Regions from separate parts of the Mus musculus genome. Here all the other regions are linked to region 1. Evidence: chromatin contacts called from public ChIA-PET, Hi-C and HiChIP or PLAC-seq data. All regions are on one chromosome and are shown on one strand. Each heading gives the region's core, a stretch centred on a gene start, on an enhancer-like site or on the middle of the called end of the contact. The rest is flanking DNA. Distances are from core to core; before and after follow the strand shown. Region 1 holds the start of Acsl6 (acyl-CoA synthetase long-chain family member 6). Region 2 overlaps Cdc42se2 (CDC42 small effector 2). Region 3 overlaps Rapgef6 (Rap guanine nucleotide exchange factor (GEF) 6). Region 4 holds the start of Slc22a21 (solute carrier family 22 (organic cation transporter), member 21). Region 5 overlaps Rapgef6 (Rap guanine nucleotide exchange factor (GEF) 6). Region 6 holds the start of Slc22a4 (solute carrier family 22 (organic cation transporter), member 4).

What was found. Hi-C and Micro-C count contacts between places; a contact is called where the count stands out from the background. ChIA-PET counts read pairs in DNA pulled down with a chosen protein or histone mark. HiChIP or PLAC-seq counts read pairs in DNA pulled down with a chosen protein or histone mark.
Region 2: an RNA polymerase II ChIA-PET map of memory CD8 T cells shows a contact between it and region 1, with 9 read pairs. The contact joins the enhancer-like site here to the promoter of Acsl6 in region 1. A contact is called at or near these places in 1 of 39 promoter capture datasets (cranial neural crest) and 3 of 115 datasets of contacts at active chromatin or transcription factors (embryonic stem cells, large pre-B cells and memory CD8 T cells).
Region 3: a contact with region 1 is called in a Hi-C map of CD8 T cells, with 2.0 times the contacts expected there. The contact joins the enhancer-like site here to the promoter of Acsl6 in region 1. A contact is called at or near these places in 1 of 39 promoter capture datasets (cranial neural crest), 6 of 484 Hi-C or Micro-C datasets (the Ba/F3 cell line, CD8 T cells, the HL-1 cell line and 3 more) and 2 of 115 datasets of contacts at active chromatin or transcription factors (embryonic stem cells and large pre-B cells).
Region 4: an H3K4me3 HiChIP or PLAC-seq map of embryonic basal ganglia shows a contact between it and region 1, with 4 times the contacts expected there. The contact joins the promoter of Slc22a21 here to the promoter of Acsl6 in region 1. A contact is called at or near these places in 10 of 39 promoter capture datasets (the 3T3-L1 cell line, the SN4741 cell line, cranial neural crest and 6 more), 2 of 484 Hi-C or Micro-C datasets (bone marrow-derived macrophages and cortical neurons), 7 of 115 datasets of contacts at active chromatin or transcription factors (astrocytes, differentiating embryonic stem cells, embryonic basal ganglia and 3 more) and 4 of 9 other capture datasets (adipose tissue, embryonic stem cells, liver and 1 more).
Region 5: a contact with region 1 is called in an H3K4me3 HiChIP or PLAC-seq map of bone marrow-derived macrophages, with 2.4 times the contacts expected there. The contact joins the enhancer-like site here to the promoter of Acsl6 in region 1. A contact is called at or near these places in 2 of 39 promoter capture datasets (the 3T3-L1 cell line and pre-B cells), 1 of 15 datasets of contacts at CTCF or cohesin (large pre-B cells), 2 of 115 datasets of contacts at active chromatin or transcription factors (bone marrow-derived macrophages and memory CD8 T cells) and 2 of 9 other capture datasets (adipose tissue and embryonic stem cells).
Region 6: an H3K4me3 HiChIP or PLAC-seq map of stem cell-derived neural progenitor cells shows a contact between it and region 1, with 3 times the contacts expected there. The contact joins the promoter of Slc22a4 here to the promoter of Acsl6 in region 1. A contact is called at or near these places in 2 of 39 promoter capture datasets (the C10 cell line and hippocampal neurons), 5 of 115 datasets of contacts at active chromatin or transcription factors (embryonic stem cells, pancreatic cancer cells and stem cell-derived neural progenitor cells) and 1 of 9 other capture datasets (liver).

The regions. Positions count from the first base shown.
Region 1 is chr11:54,302,150-54,306,030 of GRCm38.p6, reverse strand. It overlaps Acsl6 (acyl-CoA synthetase long-chain family member 6), which reads right to left and starts at 2,207. Exons shown (of 21, transcript NM_001033598.1): 1 at 2,109-2,207. Gm51861 (a long non-coding RNA gene) reads left to right here and starts at 2,330. Exons shown (of 3, transcript XR_003949553.1): 1 at 2,330-2,671.
Region 2 is chr11:54,725,829-54,729,709 of GRCm38.p6, reverse strand. All of the region lies in intron 3 of Cdc42se2 (CDC42 small effector 2), which reads left to right. Among named protein-coding and RNA genes, the nearest start is that of Cdc42se2, 60 kb to the left of the region's middle. Within about 2 kb of position 2,154, at least 168 of the 459 cell types and tissues checked have an H3K27ac peak or open chromatin away from gene starts, as enhancers often do. A contact at or near this core is called in memory CD8 T cells, where this site is marked.
Region 3 is chr11:54,697,981-54,701,861 of GRCm38.p6, reverse strand. It overlaps Rapgef6 (Rap guanine nucleotide exchange factor (GEF) 6), which reads right to left. Exons shown (of 29, transcript NM_001252494.1): 29 at 2,576-3,881. Among named protein-coding and RNA genes, the nearest start is that of Cdc42se2, 88 kb to the left of the region's middle. Within about 2 kb of position 1,676, at least 18 of the 459 cell types and tissues checked have an H3K27ac peak or open chromatin away from gene starts, as enhancers often do. A contact at or near this core is called in CD8 T cells, where this site is marked.
Region 4 is chr11:53,978,075-53,981,955 of GRCm38.p6, reverse strand. It overlaps Slc22a21 (solute carrier family 22 (organic cation transporter), member 21), which reads left to right and starts at 1,623. Exons shown (of 10, transcript NM_019723.3): 1 at 1,623-2,491. The coding sequence starts at 2,099. Gm30927 (predicted gene, 30927) reads right to left here and starts at 1,925. Exons shown (of 4, transcript NR_168634.1): 1 at 1,619-1,925; 2 at 559-647.
Region 5 is chr11:54,615,705-54,619,585 of GRCm38.p6, reverse strand. The region is part of intron 7 of Rapgef6 (Rap guanine nucleotide exchange factor (GEF) 6); the gene reads right to left. Among named protein-coding and RNA genes, the nearest start is that of Rapgef6, 95 kb to the right of the region's middle. Within about 2 kb of position 1,790, at least 18 of the 459 cell types and tissues checked have an H3K27ac peak or open chromatin away from gene starts, as enhancers often do. A contact at or near this core is called in bone marrow-derived macrophages and memory CD8 T cells, where this site is marked.
Region 6 is chr11:54,026,232-54,030,112 of GRCm38.p6, reverse strand. It overlaps Slc22a4 (solute carrier family 22 (organic cation transporter), member 4), which reads left to right and starts at 2,009. Exons shown (of 10, transcript NM_019687.4): 1 at 2,009-2,529. The coding sequence starts at 2,137.

The DNA of each region.
Region 1 (3,881 bases), core at 958-3,457:
CTCACCCTGACTCAGTGACGGTTGTATACAAGTTATAGACAAGAAGCCCTCCCACTCAGGGGCTTCTCTCACAGGCTACTGATGATCCCTATCACAAGTGGCCCTGTAGCCTCCGGACACCTTCCTGGAACCACAAAAACTTCTGAACCAAAGACCAACGCTTTGAACCCATGCTGGGTGGGGTTCTTCCTGGAGTAGAACAAAGAGGACCAGGTACTGAGAAGAGGCTCATAGGCAATTTTGTCACGTAGGCAATAAATAGTGTATGTTACCATCACCACTACCACCAGCACCAGCACCACCAGCACCACCACCACCACCATCATCATCATCATATTTTGATTATCCATGATCCCAACTCTCGCCTATCCTTGCCTGTTGGCAAGACCAGAGTGGCCCTGAACAGCCTGTCACCAGACACTGGCATACAGAAGGAGCTTAGGGAGCTGAAGGGATTAGAGAGGCCTTAGTCTCCCCAGCTCAGGGAGACTATGCCCCTGTGGCCTAACTCAGGACAATTGTGGGGGCGGGAAAAATAATTACCTGGCCCACCATCCCCTCAGGTTCAGACACGATATAACCAAGCACTTGGCATGGGTTGATCAGCTAAAACTTGAGATCAAATTCCAATCTGCCCAGTGTTATCCATATGGCACTGGGGAAGTCAGTTTTTAAATCTCAACAATAGAAGAGGTCCCACCAACCTCCTAGGTTTCACAGTGAATATTAAAAAAAAAAAAAAAAAAACTCACACATGAAAACACATGATTCTCACAAAAGAATCAACCTCTGCCTTTCCTTTAGCTCAGAAACAACTTTGTCACCACCGCTGATGGTGCTATCCGAATACCAAATAAGAAATATTAGCATGGGGAGAGCATTTGGCCTGGGCTAGGCCAAGCATTTTCACGTACATTATCAGGTTTAGAGATTCTGCACAGAGCTGGGGCCGAGGTGGGGCTGGAAACCCTTTAGAGGTATTAGCCGGAGGCTTGGAGAGGGGAGAGGCCAGTGCTGAGAAGTAGTATTGGTAAGGGGTGGGCCTGTTGGGAGAGTACAGGTATGGGTGTAGGAATCTGGGGAAAGTACTATGCAGAGATTTATCAGGAGTCCTGTAGCTTCCTAAGAAAGAGGGTGCAAGGATGAGGGAGGGAAAGGGGTGAGGCAGGGGGGAAGCCAGGGTACAGCCTTGGGCAGAGCTAAGGGGCAAGTAACCAGTCTTGTCCTCTGGCTAAAGGGCAGCAGGGACCGCTAGTGAGAAAGGTTTCTGGCTGGATCAGGAAACCCAGGTCAGCTCTGCCGTACAATTCACCAAGGGACCTTGGTGGTGGTGGTGGGGGCAACATAACTTGGATTTTGGTCTCTAGAGATGGACACAGACACAAAAAGTCTGCCCTTCCCTTGGCACGGGGCCTAATCTGATCACCGGTTCTCACCACAAGGAGAAAGGAGCTTGAGAACGGAAGGGGGGTTATGGGGGTCTCAGCTAGTAAGGCCCTTCCTCCGGGCTGACCCAGCTGCTTCCCCAACGCTGCCCATGGACCCCCACCAGAATTGGGGGGCGCCTCGGGGACCTTGAAGGGACAATTCAGCAGCCGCAGCAGAGGGCTCCGCAAGGTGGAGATGTCACACCCGCACCCTGGGCCGAGATACTACAGCTTCCCGGAAATGGTGGTCAGGATCGGACCGGGACTTACCGGCAAACAGCCAGAGAGAACCCCCCGACACCAAGAAGAAGGTCAGCATGTCGGTGAGCCGGCCCAGCCCGGCCCGCACTGCTTCCCAGGCCCGCAGCCCCGCAGCCCCAGAGCCACCGCCGCTGCCGCCGCCGCCGGGTATTTTTAGCCCCCGCCTCCCCGCGCCGCTGCGGAGACCCGGCGGGAGGGGGAGGGCGCAGCGCGCGCTCCTCACGGAACCCGACTCCCAGCCCCGCAGCGCGCCGGGACTCCTGGGCAAAGAGACAGCGGCATCCGAACTGCCGAGCCCGACTGGGGGAGGGGCTGGGCCGCCCGCCCCGCAACGTTCTGGGGGAAACGGGCTGGAGGAAGGGGCTCACGGGCTCACTGCCGCTCCTACCTCACCGTGCCTCCACCCATGAACGACCCTACCTCCACACGACCGGCCTCCAAGGTTTTATGGCTAGGCAGGCTCAAATGGCAGCGGGGGTCCAGGGCTTCTGTCCCAGAAAGTGCACATGCTGAAGTGCCGGTTCCTGGCTGAGTCAGACGCCCCCTAGGACCTGATTTTGTAGTTGCTGGGAGCCACATCTGCAAACCCAAGAGGGAAGGGAGTGATGGGGCGGGGGGGGGGGGGGGGGCATCAAGGTGAGGCTAGATTGGATAATACCCACACTTAATAAGAATGCTCAAGGTCAGGTTGGAGGCCACACAAGGTCACGGGAAGACTCACCAGCTGCCATGTCCCCAGGCATGTCTCATGAAGACACAGGCAGCCACATGGAATCACAGGTGTCTCCCAAGGACACAGGCAGTGATGCATATGTGTGGTACATAAGAGCTCAAGTTCCTCTTAGCTGTGATAAATGGTCATACGGTCACTAGGTTGTTGGTGGTCTCATTGCTGAGCTGAAGAGTGAGCTGAAGAGTTGCAATCCCTTTGTCTGGGAACAAAAGGAGGAAGCCTGGCTCTGTGATTTTCTAAAATAATAAAGGTAGGTATTCTGATGGGGCCTCGATGGACATCTTCAAGTGGATTTCACCAAGGTCCCCTCGTTCTTCAAGCATTCAGGACTCATTAGGCTTCCAGCACCGAGGACAGCGCTCAAGCAGCACAGACCTTGGTCAGGCACTGGTTAAGACAAGGACCCATACCAGGAGTAAGAGGGAGAGAAACCAGACATTAGAGATCAGAAAGCAAGGGGTGGATAGGTGAGATTGGATGCTCTCTGTGCACTTGAACTCATATCTAGGCTTCAATTTCTTTGTGTGTGTATCTGTATGTGTTTATCTGTGTGTCTGTGTTTATCTGTGTGTCTCTCTATGTGTTGGGGAGGGGGTGGTCCTGCATCTTTAGTTTGGTATGTGTCTCTTGGCCTATCTCTGTGAACCTTAGAGATGTACAGTCTGCAGAAACATCTACAGTGAGTCTCTACAATAGACCATTCTTTCCCATTACAGGAACCGGGTCTTGGGAGGGCTGCTCTTGCTTGAAGCCAGTCTCTTCCTGGCAAGGGTTTTGCTGGAATCTTAAACTTGGCAGACACCTCTATGAGAGGATCATGGAGGTGATGTGGCAGGATTGTTCCCAGTGGGTGACACAGCAATCAGAAATCCCTCCTGCATTCCCAGCAGCAGTAGCGAACTAATTGAAGGCCTGCCTGCTCAGGTGGAGACCCCGTCAGGGGACACTTCTAGGCTTGGGAGAGGGCATAGATGGTTTCAAGTCAGACTGGCCTAGGGAGTTGGCCAGAATATCATCACACATTTTTTAAATATAATGAAGCCATAAGCAGGGTTTATCCCATTGCAATTTCTGATCATATGCACTGTAGGGCCTTTTCCTTCTTGTGCCTTCCTTCTGCATTCTGTCAATATCCATTTCACATTATAGTTAGGATGAAAAGATCCATCCCCTTCTCGGATGCTCTGGTCTTTCTATCATCTGTACACTGTTCTATCTGTACACAGTGAATACCTGTTAACAGAGCAGGGGTCCTAGGAGGCAAGCAGCAGGCTCTGGGGCCAGTCCTCTGCAACACCAAGTTGCAGGAGCATCTAGGCTCCTGGGTGGCTTCTGGCAGCCTCTTCTCCAGAGTGATGTCATGGGACACATTTAGCCTGGCCTCCTGCAGGATGCTGCATCCAGTTACTCTTCCTATAGATGTCTCTGTTTCTTGCGAGCATCACAGTTTAAAGCTCTGT
Region 2 (3,881 bases), core at 905-3,404, 420 kb before region 1:
AATCCATTCTCATCATGGCAGGGAGCATGACAGTGGAGCAGTAGCTGAGGGTCACATCCTGATCTGTAGGCAAAGGAAAAATCAGAGAGAGATGAGGGGTGAGGGGACAGGAGAACTGGGTTTAGCATGGGCTTTCGAAATCTCAGAATCTCAGTGGCTCCCCCATGGCACACTTCCTCCAACAAGACCTAACAAGATCACACTTCCTAATCCTTCTCAAGTACTGCCACACCCTGATGACGAAGTGTTCACACGTGAGTCTCTTGGTGCCATTCTTATCCAAACCACCACACTTAGGCATTCTGGCATTTTGAAAGGCACATGTCTGCAGGAGGAATGCATCCTAGGAAGCTCTGCTATGCATCTTTCATTGGTAGATTTAGGTTAAGTACTAATATAACTCAATATTTTCTGTTTATTGTTTTTAATAACTTTTGTAGAAACAACACACCTTATAGCCTCATAGCACCCTGTATATCAAGTATTTGAAGGACTAAAATCTTTAAGAATAATGAAAAATAAAAGTAGTATTTATTGTGTTTTCCTCCCATGTCTCAGAGACTTTTTAGTCCCAGATAGATGTGTTTCATGCTGTAGACTCGAGTGCCCAGCTCAGAAACAGGGTTACCTTTGAGGAAGGGTGGAGCTTAGACTGTCCTGGAACCTTCCTGCTTCAGCTCCCAGGCAAACAGTGCTATTACAGCTGTGCGCTCCTTCACCGTACTGTCCATTGCCACAAACAAAACCCTGGGAAGAAAGTCAGAAACGCCTTTTGATGAATTAAGAAGAAAAACAACTGCTGTTTCAAATAACTTAAAAAGCTCTAGCTTTATTTTCCTGTACCTACCCAGTGCCTCACACTGGATTACCCAGTCCTGTCTGCAGGCCGTATGAAAAGTTCCCATTAACTGGCAGCTTTTATGAGTTCTAAAACATTGCCTAAAAGACCCTATTGTTGTAAGTCATCTGACCTCATCTGGGAGATTGTTGTTTATTTAGAAAATACAGTGTGCAGTTTCAGGTCCTGTTGTGTGGTAGCCTGAAAGTCAATGCCTTTCTTGGTCATGAATTCTTAAAGGGCCAAAGTGAAGTTGCTTCTCTGACACCAATAGCATGGGCTTATTTTTTTCCCCCTTGGGTTTTATGAACCTGCAAGAATGGAGGCTCAGGCCTTTGCTTGAGGTTATTGTGGTCGGGTTCTGTCTCTCACATGACTGATATACAAGTACCTCAGAAACTTGCATTTCGCTCCTTTTAAACCAGTAACAGTCTGATGTAAAAGTTTAGAATGAAATGCACATTTTCTGTAACTAAGGACACTTTAGAGATTAATTACCCAGAATTAACAACACATTGATTTGGCTAAGAGTACTTACTGGCCATTCTTCCACAGGACTTGATTTCAGTTCTACCCAAGCTAGGTGGTTCACAATGACCTGAGACCTCAGTTGCAAGGGCTCTCATCCTCTGTCCTCTGCGTACCGTGTGCACACATTTGTGCATACATGCATTCACAGCGTGTAATGCTAACACAAAGTAAGAACATTCTCCTGCTTCTAGTAGGTAAGATAGGAGTTGGAAGGGGCCCAGGGTCAAAGCCAGCCTGGTTTGTATAGTTACTAACTGGTTTGCATAGTTAACTAAATAAAATATTTATGACAAGACTCCATAGCTCTCTTCTTCACAGGAGAAAGGACAGATTGGATGTTTTCAGTATTTAGGAGAGGAGAGTCCGTCATGTTCACTGTTAGTCAGAAAGCATCCAATTAAAGTGATCAGGGACATCCTGACAGCTGGGAAGATTTTCTCTGCTCTACAGCTCTTGAGATGTGAGGGAGGGTGGAGCCCACGGCACCCAGGACTAAGTATAAATGTCTAACTACAAAGGCAGGTGTACTGAGGAGGCTGAGGCAGGAGGATTGCAAATTCCATGCCAGCCATGGGTACTTGGCATGATTCCACTACCCCCAGTCAGCCACCAACCACTAAGCACACCATATTTTTCAAGCATAAGGTGGATTTTTTGTTTTGAACAGCACACTTTTTCAAGTACATGGTATTAAAATTTCAAGACAAACACAGATGCAGTTGTCAGCAGCCAGGGGAATTCCACAGTTGGGCCTCGGCAAAGCAAAACAGGAAGCTTGAGAGGGCGCTCACAGCCCTGCTGTGTGGACTTGGGTAGAGTCACTGTGTTTCCTGGAACACTTCACTCTTACAGGACTCTTCATTAGCTGCCGGCCATGCAAATACTCCTAGTCATGCTTCAGATGCTTTTCATTCTGTATAAGGTCAGGGATTAGAGGCACAAATGTGAACAGTTGTGCTAGAGGAGAGGTGGTTTGGCAAACGTTTCTTTCTATGGAATTTCTGCATCACTACATCATAGTTGGAGTGTCAGTATCTAGTGATTGGGAGTTGACACAGAAGGTCTTGCCACCTTGTGAGCCTTGCCCACATGTGCTCTGCATGCTATCAAAGTGTGTTTATGTCCCTTAGGGAAACTCAGCTGACTGAGAAGAGATGATAGCAAGGAATTCAGATTGATTTTGGTTCGCTATAGTTTAACCTGTCTCAGAGTTCTGTGATTAACAAGGAGTGACTCCTGGTATAGGTAGCAACAGTTACCACCCTCAGAATAACTGCACAAGTGAAGGAAAGCACATGCTGGAGGATCCATTTAAATGAGCTTCAGGAAAATGCTGACAGACATGTGGGCAGTAGATCAGTGCCTACGTGGAGAAGGGATGGGGAAGGGACTTTTAGGAGGATGGGTGTGCTCACTGTGTTGACTGGTGTGGGCTCAAGTGCTTGATCCCCACCCCCTTCCTTTCTGTTTTCATCTCTTCCTTCCTCCACCATCTCATCTTAAGACCTTATCTTAACAAGGACATGTGTCTTTGTGAAAACAGTGAGCTGGAGGCTTCCCACCTTTGCCTTTATGTGTGAGCGTGTCCCTGGGAATGTGTTTGCACACTCTCCCTCAGTAGCTTACTGTGGCAGCTGTTCTCCGAGCCTCACCCAGAAATTCAAGTAAGTCACTTAGTGTAGGGGTGTGGGCCATGTGTGATTTCTTCCTAGCACCACAGGGGGCATGGTGGCTCTTCAGTCTTCAGGGCCAGGATTATAGAAACCAGGATGCCTGGAAGGTGTGACTCCAGTATGCCAGGTCTGCCTAGAGAGGCCCTCCAGCAGGCTGAGTGTACAGCAGAGGCAGTTGCTCTTGCAAGTCAGGTTCCTGTGAGACGTTGGGAGATGGCCCCTGTCCTGCAGATCCTTTGCCCCAGGTGTACAGCTGCTGTCCTTTTCTCCTTGTGATGAAGTCTCTGTCTCTACCCTCCAGAAGGTCTACTAAGCTGTCTCACTTGGGATACTGGAAATTGATCATGCTTTGGAGTACATACGGGTGGGTGAACTAGGATGACTGGCTTCCGAGGGTCACTCTAATGGTTTTTAGCAAAAAGAAGAGGAGACTACTGCCACATCCGTTTTGGCTTTGCTTCTTAAGGCTCTTCTGCAGAATTATGACTTACTGCTCCACACAGGAACAGTGGGGGGGGGGGGGGGGAAGTAAGAGGAGTGTAGTGGGGGCAACATACCCTGAATCTGGGTGAGCAAAGCTAGAAGGGTCTGAACCTTCTCTTGGCTTTCTGAGACCTTCTTGATTAAAAATGAGTGGGGCTCTAGGACACCCTTACTAAAGGCCTGGAGATTAACTTTAGAGAAATAAAGCACAAATGACCTGGGTAAGATAGCTCATACGTTTATTCCCAGCATTTGGAAGGCTGAGGCAGGAGGATCTCTTGAGTTTGAGGCTAATACATACATACATACATACATACATACATACATACATACATACATAGGGAGTTTCAGTACAG
Region 3 (3,881 bases), core at 427-2,926, 400 kb before region 1:
GACACGTACCCGTTTTGGGCATAATATCTAATTAGTTTGTGATGCTATCTATTAATCTTAGTTAAACTATTATTATTATTATTATTATTATTATTATCCTGAATTAACTTACTACTAACCAAAAATATTGAAATGTGAATTTTGTCTAATATACCCATCTAAAAGCTATCAGCTTCCTTTAAGTGTGCTGTTAAACTGATAGGTGGTGGCAAATGGGAGGCAGAGGCAGGCGGATCTCTGTGAGCTTGAGGCCAGACCTGTCTATACAGTGAACTCCATGATAGGATCACAGTTGAGACCATTTTCAAAGTAAATCTTAAAAATTCCATTTATTTTGTGTGTGCATGCATGTGCCACAGTACATGGATGTTAGGGGCAGCTTGTGGGACTCAGTTCTCCCCTTTCACTGTGTAGGTTCAAAGACTGAACTCAGCTCATCAGGATAGATGGCAAATGTTCTTACTCTCCCAAGCCTAATGGGAGCACCAAACCCTGATACTTGTTTTAAAAAACGAAGTAGATCCTGTTCTATGTGGCTTATGCTCCTGCTTCATCTCCCAGTGGCTGTGACTGCAAGCGTATGCCAAATGCAGCATGCCTGACTGGTAGCATCAGTAGCAAACACTCCATTGTGATATGTGGTCTGGGCTCATCTAGCATTTACTCTGCAGGTGTTGGGTTTCCCATAGATCTGTTGGATGGACTGTGTCCTTTCCATTCCCACATCTTCACTCAACTGGGGAAGGCTCAGCTTCCATCACATGCTGGGGCAGCTATAGGATTTAAACTAGTGAGGTCACTATGGAGGCCTGCTGGGTAGTGAGAGACGCTTTCTTCAATAATGTCATCACTGGTAAGGCGCTCATGCTCCTGTAGGCAACCCTACTCAAACTAAACAACAAAAAAAGAACCTAATGTGACCACTCCCAACATTGCACTAGACACACTGGCCAGTGTAGCGAGGCAGAGAAGAGACTGGAAAAGAGCGCCATGAAAATTTGAGGCTGTGAGCATGCAGCTAGATCCCCTGGAACCCAGTGTTAGAACAAGGGAGACTCCATCAAACAGTATTCCAAAGGCAAAGCATCAGACATACTACACACTCACCTGCATATCTTGAGTGGGGAACAGGCTGGCTGGCTGGCTCCCGAGGCCACCCTTGGGATGGCTAGTTCCTCTCAGCTGTTCTCTTCACAGGCTTCACAGGTTTTCGGTTCTCAAGGTGTGCTATGGACTACACCCATGAGCAACAGGTACCCAAGTATGTAAATTACTATGATTGTTACCATGACCTGCTAACAAATTACAAGGTGGGTAGGTGACAGCAAACATTGTTAGTTCTGAGTTCTAAAAGCTCAAACTCAAGGTGAAGGCAAAGACTTGTTTCCCAAAGAATGTAACATAGCTCCTTTTGAAACTGCCCATTCTTATCTTGAGCAAAAGGTTGGGAAAACCCTGTGTTGGGATGAGAATCTGGAGCCTACAGGTGTTAGTTCCCACATGAGAAAACCTACATATATAGAAGGGACTGGGAGATAACTTTACTGCCAAGGTCTAGAGTGACCTGAATCCAAAAAAAGAAATGGCCACCTGAGTATCACCCAAGGCTGGGTAGAGAGGCTGCACAGGCTCACTGGCTGACTAGGTCCCTCACACAGTGGTTTCCTGCTTCCTCTACTCACTGGACTACGTGGGGCCCACTGTTCTGTCACAGCACGTGTCTTACCCTTCCTTACAGGTTTCAGTCTACACTGTGGCTCTGACGACCTTGATGTGAGCAGACCTCCTAGAAAGCTCATTCTCCAATAAAAAGGGACCATGCTTTTATTTGAGACCATCCTTGAGATGATGCCCTAGTATGAATGGAGGCTGCCAAGTTCTTTAGGGCCCAACAGCATTTGTACCAACTGTGACAGTTTGCCCATGGATATTTCTGTTAGGAAGCAAGTTCAATGGGGTTTAAAGTCATTGTTACTCCATTTGCAACAAAGAACATCTTTTAAATTACAGTAGTTTTACAGATTATATGGCTGATAGTAATATAAGACTCTCGATTTCTCTGGTGACTTGGGAGAACACAGAGGAGAACTTGGCAACACAGGTCCCAAGTTGGCATTCTTGTTAAGTTTAGTTAGGGTGTCCTAGGCTGGTGTCCTAGGCTGGCTCCAAACTATCCATTTAGTGGAAGGTGACTTTGAAATTCTGGTCCTCTTGACTCCATCTCCCCAGCGCTGTAGATGTAGCTATGTTGTAATATCCACTTTTTGTTTTTTGAGACAGGGTTTCTCTGTATAGCCCTGGCTGTCCTGGAACTCACTTTGTAGACCAGGCTGGTCTCGAACTCAGAAATCCGCCTGCCTCTGCCTCCCGAGTGCTGGGGTTAAAGGTGTGTGCCACCACGTCTGGCTGTAATATCCACTTTTGTGTGTTTCTAGGAATCAAGTCCAGGGCTTTGTGCATGTTAAGGGAGGCAAGCAATCTCCTGATGAGCCACCCTGAAGCCTGAACACTCCCTTGGAAGTGACCTGGGTAACTATTCCATGGGTTCTATGTACTTGGGAAGGAAGCACACACAGTTGATGCATGTTCTTTATTGGTTCCGATGTATTAGGAGATGTGGTAATAAATGATACCCTTACATTTTCTTAACCAAAATATAACAAGTATTTACACTCAGTAAAAATACAAAGCATACAGAGGCACTGTCTTTCTAAAAGACATAAGTTTAAGAGGCATCAGAAAGTAGGAGACAACATTGCTTGTGACAGGATGCCTTACAATCAATGAATTGTGCAGATAATTGTCACTTGATCATAGCAACTGTGCAATTTTGCTTTTGTTTTTGATAAACTCACATTTCAATTTTAAAACATCTATCAAGTTCAACTGCATTCATTCTGTACAATAAAAATAAAGAGGCCTTTTAAACAACAAGAAAGCTAAAGATGACTGGGGCTCAAGTTTGATTTGAAAATGTACCCGACTTGTCTCGGTGGACCCCGCCTGTAGCGTGTAACAGAACGCTGCACGGGCACACCCAGCGTCTTCTAGAATGTTTCCACCCAAATAATCACTGGGTTGAATGTTTAAGGAAACCTTTCTTCCTTCCTCTTTCTTTGTAATTATATAAGGTGACCCTATGGCTATTCCTGCTCTTCCAGCTTGGTAGAGATCATGGAGGTAACCAACATGCCACCCTCATGAATACTCTCTAAAGGATTTTTTTCCCCAAAGATCATTTATAAAGACATCAATTAGAGGAAATGAAATCTGGTGATTCCGAGTAACCTTGCTGTAAGCAGTGGCTGGATTCACTAATCTCTTAATGGTTTACTCTGAGATTTTGTTGAAATTTATTATTTGGCAAAACTCTGCACTAAAAGTCTCCTGCTTTGACAGTCTTGGCAGGTGCTGGGCACTAGTCTGTTTAGTAATGTTGCACACTTAGAACAAGGACAAATGGGGGCTTAGAACTGGAGCAATCATGGGCTTTAAGGCTTCCCTTGCTCTAGTCACCTAACAAAGTAAAAAAAAAGGCAGACATGATTTTTTTCAGGGACTCATACACATCAAACTACAAAGCATTTGGTTTTTATTCTGATCAATGTGATCAGTTGGTCTGAACACTCACAGATAAAGCTTGATTAAAATCAAGGCAGCTACACAATGCAGGTTCAAAGCCACAGATCTTAACTCTCTGTGAAAGACATTTAATGTACACCTTTAAGGACCAAGGCAGGCAAGGGTCCATCTGTCTGAAGACCTGGTGGATAGACAGAAGCTGTGCAGACAGCACATTTTTCTGGAGCAATGGATAGAAAATGGTGACAATGAGTACTCAAACTTGGATTACAAAGGTGGATATAGCAAAAATATTTCTT
Region 4 (3,881 bases), core at 374-2,873, 320 kb after region 1:
CAGGGAGAAAGAACACAGGACAGCCACTTACATCTCAACCTCACATGTCCCTGCAAGTACCAATATGTAACGATACTTCAAATTGTTAGTTCTTTATGCAAAACTTGAATCTGACCACGTAAAATTTTTATTTACTAGATCTGGACATTTTATTAATATGGCTGTGACAATTATTGTTGTCAACTTGACAGGGTCTAGAATCACCTAAGAGAGAAACCTCTAGGTGTCTGTGAGGAAGCTTCTAGATCTCATTAGTTGGAGTGAGAAGAGTGACCCTCAGAGAGGCAGCATCTGTTCCATGGCCTTTGGTCCAGGACTAAGTAAGAGGAGAGAAAGCAAGCTGAGCACCAGCATTTCTCTCTCCTGGCTTCCTGACTGAGGCGACTGTGACAAGCTGACTCCTGCCACCCGGCCTTCCCAGAGTGACCGACTCTACCCTCTAAGCACAAGCCCAAACCTCTTCTCCCTTAAATTGCTTTTGTCTCTGTAACCAGAAAAGTTACGAATACAACAGCTACCAAGACAATTTTAATGATAATGTGCATCTGCTGTACACACCTGTTGTCCCTGCTACTAGAGAGGATGAGGCAGGTGGTCATTTGTGACCAAAGTTGCAGGTAAAGCCAGGGAAATACAGTAGGCCCCATCTAAATAAGTAAATAAATAAATAAATAAAATTATAAATGTAACTTCTCATTTCATTTGACAATATTACTTTAGAATTACACAATTGCTATTTTTATACCTTATCTTTTTAATTTTAGGAAATACTATTTGCACAAAACAATGGATTTCATTGTAAGGCTCTGTGTTTGTTTTAAGACGGGTTTCACTGTGTAGTCCTGACTGGCCTGGAACTATGTAGATCACCAGTCAGCTCCTGAATTAACTGTAAAAAATAACTAATTTGAGGGTATAATCCTAGACTAAGATCCTTAATCTTGAAGTTAAATTTTTATATTTGCTTAAGTCGATTTGATGAATAACTGAATGATTTCTTAATCTTTAAAAACATAAAGCACAGAACAGAGCCTAGAAATTGAAATTCATTGCCCACAGCCTCATGACCACAGCCTCAAAATTTGTCTCAATCTCTTAATGATTATTATAATATGACATTATGTGAGTGGGCGTTTTGATTGCATGTATGTCTGTGCACTATATGTGACAGGGGACCAGAAAAGGGGATTAGTTCCCCCGGAACTGGAGTTACCAGAAGGTTGTAAGCCTCCAATGCGTGCTGGGAATTGAACTCAGGTCCATTGAAGGAGAAGACTTTTGGTGGGATACAATCCCTTTCTGACCCATAACAAAAAGTTGAGAGGGTGTTTCATACCGAAATCCTACGCCTTTCTCCAAGTCAACACCCAGCTTGGTCACAACTTCCCCCAAAGGAGCCCTGGGGACCAGCTCGGGGTTGTGGCTTGAGAAGACCCATCCCTCCCTCTAGCAGCAGCTTCGGGGCGGGGACTACAGCGGCCCCGCCCCCAGCCCGACTCGCTCGGGGGGTGTGGCTTGAGAAGACCCGTCCCTCCCTCTAGCAGCAGCTTCGGGGCGGGGACTACAGCGGCCCCGCCCCCAGCCCGACTCGCTTGCTCTCGACTGGGAAGGACTTTACCTCAGGGCGTTCCTCAGCGAACAGCTCAGAGTAGTAGGCAAGGGACTCCTAGGCTCCCTCACACCCGCGCAGTTCTGAAGCCAGGCTCCATCCCGCTTCCGCACTGTCCAGCCAGCTCGGAGACCGGGACCAGACCCGCCTCACGTACAGGCGCGTCCAGTGCCCACTACGGATCACTCAGACTCCTGCCGCGCCCACCCCACGGTTCGCCTCAGGACTGCACGGCCGGCCTTGCAGTCTAGGCCAGACTCCGCGCGGAGTCCATCATGGCCTCACGTCCTCGGTGTCTCTGGCGCTGGCGGGGTCTGAGGCGGCGGGAGGAACTCACGAGCTTCTCCGTGTGGAAAACGTCTCCCGACGCTTTCTCGAACTCCTCTTCGACGAGTGACTGGTGCTCCGCGTGCACGGACAAACCGTGCGCCGCCCACTGCGCCCGAGTATCCTCGGATTCCCGGCGGGACGCCGTGGGCTGCCGACTCTATGCTTGACTACGACGAGGTGACCGCCTTCCTGGGCGAGTGGGGGACCTTCCAGCGCCTCATCTTCTTCCTGCTCAGCGCCAGCATCATCCCCAATGGCTTTACTGGGTTGTCAGCCGTGTTCCTGACGGCGATCCCGGAGCACCGTTGCCGGATACCAGACACCGTGAACCTGAGCAGCGCGTGGCGCAACCACAGTATCCCGATGGAGACGAAGGACGGACCAGAGGTGCCTCAGAAATGCCGCCGCTACCGACTGGCCACCATCGCCAACTTCTCTGAGCTAGGGCTGGAGCCGGGACGGGACGTGGACCTGGAGCAGCTGGAGCAGGAGAACTGCCTGGATGGCTGGGAGTACGACAAGGACATCTTCCTGTCCACCATCGTGACAGAGGTAGGTGACAGCCCCCCTGTCAGGGTCTGGTGACATCGCAGGCAATGGTTGTTCCTTAGTTTAACCACAAGCTCCCTGGTGATGAGCATCCTTTAAGAACATTTTATGAGATGACTTCTAGCCATAGTACGCCCCTCAGAGGACAAATGTCTGGCAGACCATCCGTCCATAGGGTCCCATTGAAGATAGAGTCCAGAAGGTTCTGCCCCTAGGAGATGCCCTGAGACCCTGAGTGGTGGGACTTTCTCGAGGTAGTGATGTGATTCAGAGGGGCCGGATTCAGACTTGCTCCAGAGAAGAGACCACAGGTTTTAGCCTCTGTTCAGAAAGGAAAGACTCTTTGCAGAACTTTTTAAAGTTAAAGAAACGTGTGTTCCAAACTCTCTACCCTTTCTGGAGTTATTCTTTCTTCCCTCACCTATCCTTACCCCAAAATGAAGTCTTGCCATGCCCCAGGAGAAACTGTTTTCCATTTGCCAGCGATGGATTGTTACTTCTTAAGGACCCATGTGTCTGCAGATCTATCCAGGGTGACTTGTTGGTATGGAGTCTTTTCCACAGTATTCTGGGACAAGATCACTGAAGAGGTTAGGTAAGGCATGTAAGGTTACTCTGAAGAGCGATGGAAACCTAATTCCTCATTCCCTTACACTTTATTCTTGGGTGACTTTGACATTTCTCAGTCACTCAGCTGGGGGATGTGACATGCTGTTTAATGGTGCATGTGGATGTGTTTAGTGACTTGGGCACCTGGGGTTTGTACCCACTCCTCTATCCCCATAATAGAAAAATAATCCTCATTATGTATGAGGTCAAGAGGTACTTTTTGGAGCTAGAGAGATAATTCAGTGGATAAGAGTGCTTACTGCTCAATCATAAAGAAAGACCTAATTTTAGATACAAGCCCCTTGGGGAAAAAAATGGAGGAAAGAATTAAAGAGGTTCTCATATAAAGGACCTGAGTTCAGTTTCTAGAACCCACACCAGGCAGCTTTCTACCACCTGTAACTCCAGTCTCAGATAATCCAGCACCGTCTTCTGCTCAGGACATGTAACATGCACTCACATAGACAAATACTCATACACACATTTTTTTAAAATAATATTTTGTAAAAACATGGAAAGAAAAGCCAGACACAGCAACACAGTTCAGTGAGAGACCATGTCTCAAATGAATAAAGCAGAACACCCACTGTATTCCTCTAGTCTCCATGTAGACATTCATGTCTATACACATATGCATAGACAAGTATCACACTAACATATGAATTAAATGATAAATAAAAGGTATGATTCTTTCTCTTTTAAACAACCTTAACAAGTTTTTTGTTGTTGTTTTGTTTAGTTTTGGGGGGGTTGTTTGTTTTTGTTTTTTCGAGACAGTGTTTCT
Region 5 (3,881 bases), core at 541-3,040, 310 kb before region 1:
TCTGCCCTCTTTCATAGTCAGTTATTCTCTTATTAATCTCCTTTCCTGAGCCCAAAGATTCAGGGAACATCACAGAAGAGAAGGCAGTAAGAGCCTGAAGATGGGGACAAGTGCTCTGAAATACTTCCTTTGTATATAACATGTTGTACTCATGAACTCATAGCAACTGTGGTTACCCACATAAGACCTATATAAGACCAAGGAAGTATAAAATATCCAGCATAATATGGCACTGTTATTTAGAAGTACTCTGGAATAAAATTAAGTCAGTATAAAAAAAACAAAACTCCATTATAGAGTTGCTCCCGAGGCCCCAGTCGTAGCTGAGGATCTATAAAGAAGGTGTAGAAAAGTCACTTTTCTATGAGGGGTAGACACTGGCAGGTTCCTTGTGCTGCAGTAGGATGTATAAATATGTGTGTATGTGACCATAAATACAAGTTTCAAAGAGTTAAAAATAGGAACAAAGCTAAAAATGAACAGGAAGAGGAGAGGCAGGGAAATGGGAAGGAGAACTCTTGAGTAAGAGAAGCAGAACCAGAAAGAGCAATGAAGCAACAGAAATACAACATACTGGGCAGAGAAAGAGTGCCAGCAACAGGATCACAGAGAAGAATGGAGAAAAAACAGGTAAGCCATAGGACACAAAACGACCTTAGAGACAGGCAGGAAAGAAAGCCGTATCTGCAATTACAGCCTCCCTGCTGTCAGAACTGCTTCCACATTTTCTCTGTGGGCCAGCATATTAATCTTCTGGCCTTTGTTAATTCACATTAGGGCTCAGATGACAACTTAGTCTTGCTTTATGCACAATTTATAGTGCCTTTGGATTCCTCTTTATTTTTAAGTAGTTAATAATCCAGAATGAATATACAATGAGCTCCTTTAAGACTAGAAAAGATGGTTTGTAACAGTCTGCTGCTATGGCCTGGACCATTATCCTCTTTTCCTTTTTGAGACAGGGTTTCATGTGGCCCAGATGGGCCTTGACCTGTAGCCAAGAAGGCCTTTAAACTTCTGATCTTCCTGCTGCCATTTAGGATTATAGGTATATGCTCCTATGCTCAGTTTATGAAGTGCTAAGGTTGAACCTAATGGTAACGGTAAGCACTCTACTAACTGGGCTACATACATCTTCCTCCCTTTTCAACAGTGCTAGGCATCAAATATAGGGCCACCCAAGGCTCCTTTAGCCAAGGCATATCCCCAGATCCTAAAACTTTTTAAAAAAGAGTTATTCATTTATTTATGAATATGAGTGGTGCTCTGTCTTCATGAACACCAGAAGAGGGAATCACATACCATTAAAAATGGCTGTGAGCTACCATGTAGGTGCTAGAAATTGGACTCAGGATTTCTGGAAGAGTAGTCAGTACTCTTAACCATTGCACTATCTCTCCAGCCCATAAAAATTATAACTATTTTCATTATATGTATATGAATGTTTTGGCTACATGTATTGTAAGTAAACTGCATGTGTGCCTGGTGTCCACAGAGGTCAGAAAAGGGCATCTAATTCCCTGCACTGGGGTTATTGATGGTTGTGAGCTGCTATATGGAGCTAGGAGCCAAAATCACAAGTGCTCTTACATGGAGCCATCTCTCCAACACCCTAAAAATTCTTAATAGAAAGAAATCTTAACTTCAAGATGATGGTGCTGGAAGGTGGAGCCTCTGAGCAGCTAAAACCTCACCAAGTTATTAGAATCCTCATGAATGGGTAGTGCCTCACGGGTAGTACTATACGAGGCCAGAGGAAGCCCATCCAACCTTTCTTCCATATGAGGAAATAGCTAGATGGTGCCATCTACAGATCAGAAAGAGATCTTTCACAGGATAGCAAATTTGTCATTACTGTAATTTGGAATTCCCAGCATCTAAAACCATGAAAAGTGAATTTCTACTGTTTGTGAGCTACCCAGTGCACGGCATTTTTTTTTGAAACAGCAGCTTGAATGGACTATGATAGTATCTCATATACAATATCCTATTCTGTAACCAACATGTACTTTAAAGCAAAAAGAAGGATTCTCATTAACTGTAAAATGAACAGATGAATAAATTTAACTATATGTGGTGGCTCACGCTTACAATCCCAACATATGAAAGACTGAATCCCTGAGTTCTAGACCAGCCCAGAGTAACACTGGTGGTTGGCATGGTTAAGAGAGTAAATATGAAGACTCAAATGGAAGAGATGGACAATGGTCGACTAAAAGGAGCAGAATAATCACAGGATTAGAATGATAATATTAAGAGATGGTAGGAGACTCACTTTTGTAGGATAGTTAGCAAACTGAGCCCGCCCTAGGCAGATCATTAAAAAGATTATGATAAATAGGTTAAGCACAGGGGTCTAGTAGGACAAGGATTAAACCTCTCTTGGTTTTCCTTTCCTGTCACATGTACTTTGTACATATAATGCGGTGAGTACAAGCTGACTCTACGATGAGTTGGCCTTCACCAAATAAACCATCAGAGAATATCTCTTTCCTGTTTGCAACTAAACATGAAGCTACAGTAAAAGGTGCCACATGTTTAATGAAAATGTTATACAAACTTATAAAAACCACATTTAAAATTGAGGTTTAAGTGTTAAGCCAGCACTTCATATTTTCAATGCTTTTCCTTTCAGCATCATCATGTCCAGGTTCCCTTTTCAGGGACCATTCAGCTTTTAAGCTCATCTTGTCTTCTTGGTCAGAGGAGAATTTTGTGCAATGAAATCTTCCACAATTCTGCAGTCCAGGATAGCCCTGTCCATTTCTCTCCTCTGCCTTACAGACCAACATTTTAGTTAGCAGAGATATTTTGCCATTTACCTTGAAACCAATACTGGTATTTACTTCAAATATTATTCACCTTGAATTTTTTTCTAGATTACTTCTAAGTACCACAGTGCTTGACTCAGCAAAAGAAACAAGATCAGTAAAAACATAAACTCCCATCTGCATAAATTTATTCTGATAATAAATACACACAAAACACCAAAAACACAGCTAAGAAAAAGCATGCTGAGGGTCCAGCAGCATGTACTCTTGCCATGAAGCAGACTCTAAGTGCTGTAGGAAACTAATGGAATACAGAACCAGATGGCAGATGGTAGTGGGAAATGAAAGGCTTGAAATTCGTAGTTTGGTAAGAGCGAAGCACTGAAATTTCATTAATAGAATACTATTTAAGCCATCACATTCTTGCAATTTGTTTCAAGTAGGAGTTTAAATTAAATGGCACTGTATGTGGGTAGTGGGTAACTTAGCCTTGGACAAGGGCATAGATGGTGTCTTTTTGTATTTGTATTTTTCCTAGGATTAATACTACAGATTAAACCCCAGGACCTTGTTCATACCAGGCAAGCACTCCACTGTCAGATCACAAATTCTCTAGCTGCCTTTTTCTTCCAGAAACGAGGCCACAGCTCGGAGCAGCTCAGCCTCTGGTCAGACCTGGTAAGGAAGCTCACTGTGCAGCTCTTCTACTTCTCCCAGCTACAAGCTGCATTTATGTGCTGCCTAGTGCCTGCCTTCAAGCTGCAGGATGAAGCTTGTCTACCCTGTTCATCAGAGAAGCTAAAAGAATCAGCGCCCCCACCCTTCCCCTTCTCTCTGGATTTCAAGTGCAGGTTCTCTCGCATCCCTCCTCACTTTCGGGAACCCAGTCATGCTCTACAGCACGGGAGTTATAGCTGATTACAGCTTTGCTCAGGATCTGAAGAAATGCCCTCCTCTTCCCTGCAGGCTCTATAATGCTTCCTATGGTCTGATATTTTTTTTTTTCTTGTCTAATGTTCTTTCATTTTAAGGCTTGATAATGCCTCCTTTATACACCATGGTCATGGGGGTGGGAATCCTTCCTCTCTCCAGATCATAGCCCTTTCTGAA
Region 6 (3,881 bases), core at 760-3,259, 280 kb after region 1:
AGTTGGTTAATATTAGTCTTTAACAAGTGTAATGATACGTTTAGTGTTATTAAAAATGCTAAAAACATTTTTTTGTTGTTGTTCGTTTGTTTTTGTAACGTTTTTGGTTTTTGGTTTTTTTTGGTTTTTTTTTTTTGTTTTGTTTTTTTTTTTTGACACATGGTCTTACCATAGCTCAGGTTGGTCTTGAACTTAAAATCATCCTACTTTGACCTACCCATTGCTGGGATTATAGGTATATACTACATGTTTGACATCAGTGCCAACATTTTGAGGCAGATGGCACTGCTCATTCATTGGACCTCAGGTTCCAAGAGGGTTCCTGTGCATGGCGTGGGCACTGACCCTGCAGCCTGCCAAGGCCCAGCTCAATTCTGTGTCTTGTGGTGACTTCATCTTCATTCTGTGTGGTGGCTTCATCTTCTTTGCTCACTCTCCTCAGTCCTTCAGTCTTGTTCTTTGGGAATCATTCTTCAAAAAATAAACAGCTAGTTCTTGACTCTGTTTATGTTTGTTAGTAATTTGAAGTGGAAGAACAGAACCTAAGTGAGATTCCGACCACAACACACCACCACTCAAGCATTTCAGAAGTAAAGAAACCCTGCGAGTACTCTCACTGGATTAATAAGCACGGATCCAGGCACAGAAGTGCACAGCTTTAATCCCAGCACTTGGGAGGCAGAGACAGGCAGAGCTAGCTCTGTGAGTCAAGACCAGCCAGGTCTACATAGCAAGTTCCAGGACAGCCAGGGCTACATCCGAAGACCCTGTCTCAAACGAACAAAAGTAAAAAGCTAGTGTCCTGGCATACTAGGAGATGCGGCTTAAATGACAGGAAAAGAAATGTAAGTTACTGGTGGGAAGTCAGCCTAACAGTAGGACTCATGGGGGAAACTAACAAAAACAAAGAAAAAAGCAGAAGTCTCCTTCAGTTCCTTGCCAGAGTCTGATGAGACAACCCGGTTTGTGCAAAGTGTTGGGCTACTCAGCCTTACAGTCTCTCCAGGCCTGTGGATCCCAGGCTAGGGGAGCCCAGCTCTAGCTTGGGCTAGCTTGTACACTGTGCCCAGGACCTTAGATGTGAATACTGAGCAGAGAGAGAAAAAAGGCAATCCCGCTTTTGGTTACCCTGCCAGTTCTGAGGGCCAAATCTCACCAGTTTGTCCTCTCTCTGTCCCTTCCTCCCTCTGTTCCTAGACTAGAATGGGCCTTTCTGCAAATAGCCTTTCAGTCCAAGAAGGCTTTGGCACCGTGCCGCAATAAAGGACTCCGGGTGCCCCGAGAGTGCAAAAGGACAAACACCGAGCCCAGGCGTGGTGACTCCTCTATGCTCCCTCAGTGGGCCGACTTCCCTCTGGTGTCTCTATAAAGGCCACAGGGAATCTTTCGAAAGGACACTAGAACGACTCAGGGGCCCGTGATCCAGCCCTTCTAATCCAGGGCGCGCCTCTGACTCAGCATGACCTCGCACATCCTTTTCTGGCTCCAGGTCCACAGTCGCCTCTTTGCAAGGTGAGGATCCTGCTTTTCCAAGGACGCTTCTCGGGCCGCCGCCGTCCCGTGATGGACTACGGCCATGCTAAGGTTCATAAGTGAGTTCCCACGCTGGTGTGTGTGAAGAGGTGGCGCTCCTGTCCCCCACACAGGTCTCTTGGGAGCGCAGACTTGATTAACTGACCGGTCCGCCTGCTCATAATCCAGGCTGGGATTGTGGAGCAACGAACTCCTGCTCCGGGCTAGGCCTGGCTTTCGGGACGCTCCTCCCTGTCGCTCTCCCTCCCACGTGGGGCCGAGAAAGCCGGAGCTCCTAGCTGCACGCGCGTTGTCCGGCCGATTCCGGGCGGGAGGCCTGCGTGGAAGGCCGCTGGGTGCAAGGAACGGAGCAGGAGGCTGAGCCGGCCCGAGAGCTCCGCCCAGATCGGTGGAGTGCAGTGGCCTTTCGCTGCCTAGCCGCACGGGGGTGTGGTCCAGAGGACTCGGCTTCCCGGCGCTCCGCGCCAACCCCTGGGAGTTTTGCAGCACCCACGGCGTGTTTGCACGCAGCCACCTAGGAAGATCCCCTCAGCGCGCCGCAATCGCTGAATCCTTTCTCTCCACCCACCTCCCTCACGCAAGCTGAGGAGGAGAGGTGGAAACATGCGGGACTACGACGAGGTGATCGCCTTCCTGGGCGAGTGGGGGCCCTTCCAGCGCCTCATCTTCTTTCTGCTCAGCGCCAGCATCATCCCCAATGGCTTCAATGGTATGTCAGTCGTGTTCCTGGCGGGGACCCCCGAGCACCGTTGCCTGGTTCCTGACACTGTGAACCTGAGCAGCTCCTGGCGCAACCACAGCATCCCCTTGGAGACGAAGGACGGACGACAGGTGCCTCAGAGCTGCCGCCGCTACCGACTGGCCACCATCGCCAACTTCTCTGCGATGGGGCTGGAGCCAGGACAGGACGTGGATCTGGAGCAGCTGGAGCAGGAGAGCTGCCTGGATGGCTGGGAGTACGACAAGGACATCTTCCTGTCCACCATCGTGACAGAGGTAGGTGGTAGTGCTGGAGCTGGACATTGGGAATGGAGACTCCGTTGCATCCGTGCCCCCAACAGCCCCTGACAGTGCCTGGGTCAGTGTCACCTACTGTCTCAAAACTTCCAGGCACAGAGTGGGGTTGTGAGTGTATTCTCAGCGCACACTCAGAGCTGATGAATTTCTGTGTGGCATGGAGGGGATGAAAAAAAGAGAGTGTTGTCATCAACTGCCTTTTCCTTTCTGAGTTTCACAACAGAGTTTCCCAAGAGCCCTGGTGCTTCCCTGGGCAGGCCAAACCAGACTGTCTTGATTTATAGTCATAGCTATTTCCTTGCTACAGAGAATGGCTACAGTGGTCTGTTGATGGACACAAGGAAGGGTCTTGAGACAGAAGGGCCTCTATGTCGAGGCCCCCACTTTCTCGAAAAAGAGGCAGCAGCCCCTTCCTTGACACTGGTTGGATGTAAGGAGTCAAAACTAGAACCTGGCCTTTGGACACTCAAGGAAAGACCCGTACTTCTGAGGGAAGTGTAAGCTGGTGATCAAGGCTCCAGCTGAGCCCACTGCCTTACCTCTAAGTGATCAGGGAATAGGTTCCCCAAGTCACCAGAGTCTGAATGTGGACCTACTACTCCCTCTTAGTTTCCTGCTGCGTATTTGCTGAGGACCAGGTCATAACAGATAAGACAAGCACTGTTTCTGGCAAGAGCATCACCCAGAACTGATTACCTGCTGTTGGTCAAGCTGGTAGAAAATCTGCCTTCCCACCATTGCTGCTTCTGGTCTGTCTTTTTTTTTCCCTAGGCTGGTTAAACAAAAAACCAACTAGGTTCCTCCCAATGAGATCTCTGGGAACAACAGCCTCAATTTCTTATCTCTTTCCCTCAGCACTACAGAGCAGTCAACAGAAAATGTGTCTGGCCCCAGGGTGTAGACAGCTAGGGTGTGGGTCCCACCTGCAGAGCTCTGATGCCTGTGGGCATGCCAGCTGTGTTGTTAGGAGAGCTGATGTCAGCCCTACTTAGCTGTTGGCCTTCAGGAGCCAAAAATTCAAATCATAGCTTGTTTTATGTGTGACTTTGGGTAAATAAACTCCTTTCTCTTTGTGGAATAACTAGATCTGGATAGACTGCGGGAAGGAGTGTGAAGCAAATCTGGAGCTAAGAGACAGTCCTATCTAGCCAAGAATGTGACTGGTTCTGGGAATAAGAGCCCTGTTGATACCGTAGGTGGCATTCAGGGAAGGGTAAGAGACCAGAACTGCCTCTAGGACCAGCCAGCTTCTGGGTATTCTGAAATGTTGACTGTATTTTGAGAACTGTGGAAATAGCAAACCTAGGGTGTATGTTTTTATTTTCTTCTTT